Linked DNA regions of Bombyx mori: region 2 is linked to region 1. The links are chromatin contacts, called in public Hi-C maps. All regions are on one chromosome and are shown on one strand. Each heading gives the region's core, a stretch centred on a gene start, on an enhancer-like site or on the middle of the called end of the contact. The rest is flanking DNA. Distances are from core to core; before and after follow the strand shown.

Region 1 (3,701 bases), core at 555-3,054:
GTCGGCTAACAAACTTTGGTATATTTTTAAAACCATCACTTGTTATTGTGTGTTATTCTCAACCATCACAATTTTTTTTTATTACTTATAACAATTATACGTACCTATACCAGATAGTTTATTTTGATCAGCCAGTAGCTGCTCACTCATGTTGTGTAGAGCATTTGTTTTATTTGAAACAAAATTGTATTGCTCTGTTAGTTTATGCAGATCCGACATCGCCTCGTTGATCTGTAAAAGCAAGCTGGTTGATTTACGGTGCGCAATTTTATTCAAATAATGTATTTGGGTTACGCTGTCTACAAAAATGAGGCGCAAACTTTTTCATCGGAGACGAATAGCCTAGCAATCCATGTATTCACCGTGCAAATACCAGATCCATTGTGTTGCTGAGAGAGGAATTGAAAAATGCCAGTAAACATGTCAACCTCCTATTCATTGGTAGCCTAAGAGGCTATTCCACCTACACTGGTGTATGAGGAGCCCCTATCAATACTCATTAGAGTCACCTCCATTTTTGGTGTGCCTAGTCAAATTTGATAAGAAAGATTCCACTACAGTGCCACCCACTGTAGATGTTCATTCAATTTACAGTAGTTCTGGTAAGTCTGAAAAGAACTGATAGCAACCAGCTATCACTTAAAATACTGCAGCACCACAAATATACAAATATTAAATGGATATTCCAATATCAGTTGTTAAAAAGAAAAATTTGCCAAAATTAAGATGGAGTTCGTTAATGGATTAACCATGTTATTGTTCCAAATTTTATTATTCGAATTATTTGAAATTGTGTTCAAATATAATAAAATTAATCATTAATTAATTCAAGACTATACTTGCTCATACCTGTTCGTTTAAAGAAATACATTCATTTCTTCTATCTTCTAATTGTTTATAATAGCATTGGTAAGGGACATCTTCAGTCTTCATATTATCATCACAGAGTCGCTCATACCATTCCAAAAAGTCATATGTTGTATCTACAGATGGTATAGATTTTTGGTCAACAGTCTCTTTTTCTATTGGTCCATTTTCCTGTAATGTGCATAGCACAAAGTTTCCATTACCACATATTTGTTTCACATAAAGAAATAGATCAGTCTTTATTTTTTTACATTTTGGGATCCTTGTTATTGGGAAAACTTTTCGCGCAAAAGGAATGCACACCTTAGTGCTTCACACTTAAAGTATACGAATTTATAGTATTCTTATTAAAATTTTTAGTGTAATCACACTTCTCAGTTTTATTTATTTATCCTATACGATTTTTGCTTACCCCCCCCCCCCCTTTTGCTCTCTTCAAACTTTGGCTATCCTGGGCACAAGCCTGTGCCCCTAATGTAAATGTAACACATATGAATAAACTATAATATTAAATTAATGTAGCTATTCGGCATAACTGTAGTCCAGTCGTGAGTAAAATATGAAGTAGCTATCTATGAATTATTATTTTTTTCGGATACTTACTCCACCCTCATCATTAACTCCTAAAATCAAAGATTCAAGATCCAAAATCGCTTCCCTCTGGTCCGAGTTGAGTGGCGCAAGTGGATTTTCAGACGATTCCCACAACAATAACTTGCTTTGTATTTCTTTTAAACTCATCGTATCCATGTTTTGAGTACGGCATAAAAGGCTAAGATAAATTTATTTTCGCTATTTTGATAATTCTATTAGGTAATTATTGATCTTGCGTACTTATTCTATAATTTCAAATCTATATTGAAATCTATATTGGATTGACTTTAATGGTTGGCAGTGTTTATTGATATTGACGAGTTTGATGACATTTGACAACTAAGTAGTAGTTCCATTTTTCCAAGTGAAAAGGCAAAGATATCACACCATACAGCGTAATGTTTTGCATGTGTATTTTATTCTCTTTCATGAAAAGAAAAGTAAAATGAAGTTTACTATTTTGATACATTAATCAATAGAGACGAAATCAACGAAATGATATGGGATGAAATATAATCTCATTAATGGTTATGTACTGAGACTTTTTCAGCGGCTTTGTTTCATTTTCCCACGTCTGTACACTTTCACAGATATTATACAGTTAATAAACTACCATTATTACATTTATTACACATTTAAACCTGAAGAAATACTAAAAAGACAAAATAAAACAATTCACACAACTTCACCCCTCACGTTCCTGCCAAAAAGTCCTAAGCTGCCAGTGGTGAAACAGTGGCAGTCTTTTCATTTTTCCAACAGGAAAGGCGAAAATATCACACCATACAGCCTAATCTTTTAGATATTTAACAATTGGAAAAATGATTAGGTCTTAATTGAGATAAAGTTGATTTATTTGATAAATTAAACTGAAAACACATTTGTGCATAAACTTGAAAAAACATTAAATCAACAAAATAAAACAATTTAAACAACTTAAATCTTCGTGTTTTTCTGCGTTTGGGGTTATTTTGTTGCACAATATTCTCTCTCTCTCTCTCTCTGTCTAGTGAAGCAGCATCAATACTTCTTTTTTCTCTAATAATTGACCATTTTTATAATCTCGACACTGGCAGCAATGGTATCACAAGAAGCCGATCGCCGAGTTAGAAGACTCACCGAATTAGCGCTATAGTGTAGAAAATGAAAATGCTATGAATATAGCAGTTTTAAGCAGATTGAAGAGGAAGTTTATGGTGCTGTCATAGAGTTAGTATACTTATTAACTCCATGGATGCTGTTTTTAAAATCTTTCCACTTACTACTATGGCGCCACCTCAATTGGCTCCCACTCAGCGGACAATTTTTAATAGACTGAAATGGCCTCCTTAGTAAACCCTCCATAGGTTTAAAATTTATATAACAAGACCATTTTCTTTTACCTAAGCCACTATAGTAAATTAAAAACCCAATAGATGGCAGCACAAAAATGTAATAACAAATTGCTACACAAGATGGCGCTCCTTGGTTTTCAATTGACAATTTTCATCATAGAAAATACAGTTTAAGTTTTCATTTACATTATCAATATTATAGGAACGAGGAAAGCATTTCTAATTGGCTTTAATTATCCAAATAAACTTTTTATTTATTACCAAATTGTATTTTATATGGCTATCACTAATAATAATAATATTACCATTTGAATTTTGTTTAGAGAGTTTAACAACTAGAAAGAAACTGTTTTTGATTTTCTTTCAAGATAACTTTTCACCTCCATCAGATTCGTTTTTTTTTTAAATAAATCGTTCATTGCATATGTCTTAAAAAGCTGGTTTCACAGAACAGGTTTACTTTTTGATACCCGTTTCGAGATACCAGAGATCACAACGTGCGATGTTACATATAATTTTGCGGATACAGCTTTTGAAATACTTGAATTTTAGGGCATAACAACTAAATAATTAAAGTCAGGCATCAAAGTCAACAAGATATTTCTAAACTTTCAATGAATAATTTATCTCTTTATTCCAAACTGACTATTACTTCGTGAAATAGTTTTAAAGGGCTTTCTTCAAACTACTTGCCTTGGAGCTACAAGTTGATTACTTTATAATTTAGTATTCATTGCGACTTAATTGTTATGTATAGTTTAAAAACCAAATTCGCTATTTTTCGTTGCGCTTTCACTTTGACCGCCAGCTTTATGTGTTAAACATGTAGAAAAGCTCACAACCCACTTGGTATTAGGAGGTTGCCGGATCCCCTTGCCGTCACAACGTCATTGCCACCATCCAGTG
Region 2 (3,415 bases), core at 593-3,092, 43 kb after region 1:
GTTATATGAAAATGTTTTTACTCGTTAATCCAAAATAGAGTTTTTGCACATAGCAGGTTTTGGTTTGACAGCGACAATATGGCCCACAGCAGGGGTACGTACGTATGTACTACACGAGTCCCAAAACATATCTATCGTGGAAACCTAAAGACATTTGCCATCGTTATTGCCTAACGATTATACTTAAGCAAAAGGAAAAAAATCATAGCCTGTCACGAGCGCCAGCGGCCCAACCTTCGCTTGTTAATTAACACTCGGCTCTAAATGTTAAGGTTGATATTCAAACTGAGACCATCGGCTGCGTTTGATTATTTTTTTTATTGAGGCAGTAATAACTGGTTAATTAAACCGGCAACATTCACAAATAAATTCAATGTTAAGTGCGGCGCTGGAAGTAATTGAAAATTTTCATCGTAATAATGAACTAATGAGTTTACGGAGATTAGCATCGAGAACTCTGCCAACGGTTTAGGATGGTTGTGTTTTGATCGTGTGTACATTGTTTATAAACAACGCAAGGTTTTAATTACCTAAATTTAAATTATATAATGGTAGTTATATTCAGAATATTTTACTAAACATTTTTAATTAAGTATTTTATTATGATAATCGCCTATGAAATATCTGGAGATTTAGTACAAAGATATTTTTCATTATAATTTTTTTCGTTTAAATTAGAATAGAACGAGCAATGGTGAAGGTTAAACTGTTATCATTTTAAAATCGTTTCGTAAGATTGTAACTTTACGCTTCGATATAATTATTATGCCTTACGCAAGAAGTACAATCAATGAAAGAGAATTGTCTTCTTATGTTTGAATATACTGTGTAGAACATAGGTATCTCAAAACAGGCAGATCGTACTGTTGGCGTATTCCTGCTCACAATAATAAAGTATGTATTATTTTTCTCATTGATGTATCGTTCGGTAAGTTCTCTTCGCAAAGTAAAACCAAGTGATGCACAGATTCAACCGTTTCATCTACAAATCGTCTTCGCTTTGAGTCTTTTTAGCAACGCCTAGTTTGGTAAATCTTATTTTCTGTTTGCATCGAATTAATAAATTCCGGCTTCGGTGACGATTCTCATACAACCTGTATCTTGTTTGCGCGAAATGGTTGCTAAAGGGAATAGAAAGACATTAAACACTGACAAGTTTTTTTTTTCTTCTATAAAATGTATTACGAAAGTATGTTAGCTCGATTTAAGCTACCACAAGCATTGATATTCATGAATTAACAAAATATTGGCAATAGCATGAAAAAATGATATGTGACGATGGCACAAACATTGTTAACGGACACGCTATCTACAGATATGCTGCTTATAAGTATATTTCATAATTTTAATGATTGATAATTTTTTCAGTTGCATTGCAAGAGCTCAAGTACATTTGTGTTATCTGTAAGTTTTTCTTGTTATCAACGTACGTTATCTTCCGGTTTAACGTTCGTGCAGCACTCTGCTGTTTGTGTTGTATGTTGGAGATAGTTTTTGTTGAAGTTAGTGATGGCATGAAGTCGAATACAAACGCCAACTGACCTGTCCAAAACGATACTCATGTGTCTGTGTAGATTTGCCTTCAGATCTTTTCTCGTATATTGTTGTTGGGAGGACGGCGGCGACGGCGCGGGGGCGGGGGCGCCCCCGGCCGCCGGTGCTCGTTTTCCGATGAGCACCTTCAGATCAGCCATCAATTTCTGAACCATGCGGGAAACGACCGGTCGCAGCGGCGTAACGTGTACTATTGAAGACACGAGCCTCAATCAATCGCGGTCGACGTGCCAAGAGCCATTGGCGCGGCCGTTGCATACGCGTGTGACGTCACTGCTGCGCGTGATAATAAGGCATCGATATCGATGGGAGCGTCGTTACAACGCGCGTGCGATCGCCGTACTGTTCGATGCCGTTTGCTTTGACCTCGAAGCCGTTTTTATAAGTGTCCGATGAGTACGCAAGACTCTGTTCCAGATATAAAATACTGTTTATATTTAGGTGGAACATCGACGGTACGCAAATTTTGTTTTCGATTGGCTGGTTAATTCGAACATGAATTCTTTATTGAAAGAGCAGATCCATCGACCGTTGTTAAGCATTAAAGTATAATAGCATAGCGTACAGTACGATAAGTAGAGTACTTATCCTCATCAATTATAATAGTTTATCTATTTATAACGATATTAGGTAATTAATATTAATAATAATAAAATTGTAACCAGGATCCCATTAAATCCAAATTTTTTTTTGTACAATAGTGGACTAACCCGTCTGATTTTTTGCTTTATTTTTGTAGATTAGTGACAATGTTGTTTCATTTTTTATATTATTCATATTTTATATTGCATATAGCTGGATCCCGCACAGCTGTAATCTTTCTGACCGATACAACCTATAATGATAAACATATTATTTTTATAGATATAAAAACAATAAATGTGGGTCGGTTGCATCGAATCACAACGACTGTGAGAGTAAATGAGGTCACGTTAGCATTGTTCAGAATCAAGAAGATTTAGGTTAAATGCTCCTCTGAACGTAAATTCGACCAAGGGCACTAAGAGACAATACCACGAGCGCGAGCTATAAAACTATAGTAATTGTGTTCTTGTTATATTTATCATCATCATCATCATCATCATTCACCTGCCCTTCTCCCAGTCACCTGGGGTCGGCGCAACATGTTTTTTTTTCCTACTTAAGCTGATGGTCCAGAGAGACCATTTCACCGGGCTAGTAGGTGAGCTCACGGGGCTCAAACCTTACCATGTTGCCAACACGAACCCTAGCAAGAGCCGTGCTTCGCACAATCTATCACCAGATCGGAAACGCGATCCACTGAGAAGATCCGGCGAGAAGTGTCTGTGGGTTAATTTACGGACCGATGACCGGTGCTTGGGGTACCTAAAAGCACTGTTAGTGGATCGGGAGGATCCGATATGACGGGTTTCTCTTTCCATACTCCTCTATCACATACCATTTCTTCGCTCACTCCCTTCTTACATATATCGTCTTTCACGAAATCCATCAATTTTTTCTTAGATCTACCTCTTCCTCTAAAGCATTCCACATTCATAGTTAAAACTGTCTCTGGTGTTACACTATTTATCTATATATATATAAATGAATTGCTGTTCGTTAGTCTCGCTAAAACTCGAGAACGGCTGGATCGATTTGGCTAATTTTGGTCTTGAATTATTTGTGTTAGTCCAGAGAAGGTTTAAAAGGTAAAAGATAAATATGAAAATGCTCGGAATTAAATAAAAATAACAATTTTGTTTTTTCCTCTGATGTGTGCCCCGTCGGACGAATCCTTTTGTTTGTTGTAACTTTATTTTATACAAAAGCTTAGGTCTTTTATTTATCGATTGAGGCACTACGAAGTCTGCCGGGTCAGCTAGTACTAATATATAAATCT

The links. A called contact is a pair of places that touch in the nucleus more often than the background predicts.
Region 2: a contact with region 1 is called in a Hi-C map of whole pupa, with 1.8 times the contacts expected there. The contact joins the enhancer-like site here to the promoter of LOC101740983 in region 1. A contact is called at or near these places in 3 of 7 Hi-C or Micro-C datasets (middle silk gland and whole pupa).

The regions. Positions count from the first base shown.
Region 1 is chr5:3,572,694-3,576,394 of ASM3026992v2, forward strand. LOC101740983 (conserved oligomeric Golgi complex subunit 3) reads right to left here and starts at 1,805. Exons shown (of 11, transcript XM_038010831.2): 1 at 1,471-1,805; 2 at 850-1,038; 3 at 105-231. The coding sequence starts at 1,617.
Region 2 is chr5:3,615,304-3,618,718 of ASM3026992v2, forward strand. The region is part of intron 3 of LOC101742811 (protein bunched, class 2/F/G isoform); the gene reads right to left. Among protein-coding and RNA genes, the nearest start is that of LOC101740983, 43 kb to the left of the region's middle. Within about 2 kb of position 1,843, at least 7 of the 8 cell types and tissues checked have open chromatin away from gene starts, as enhancers often do.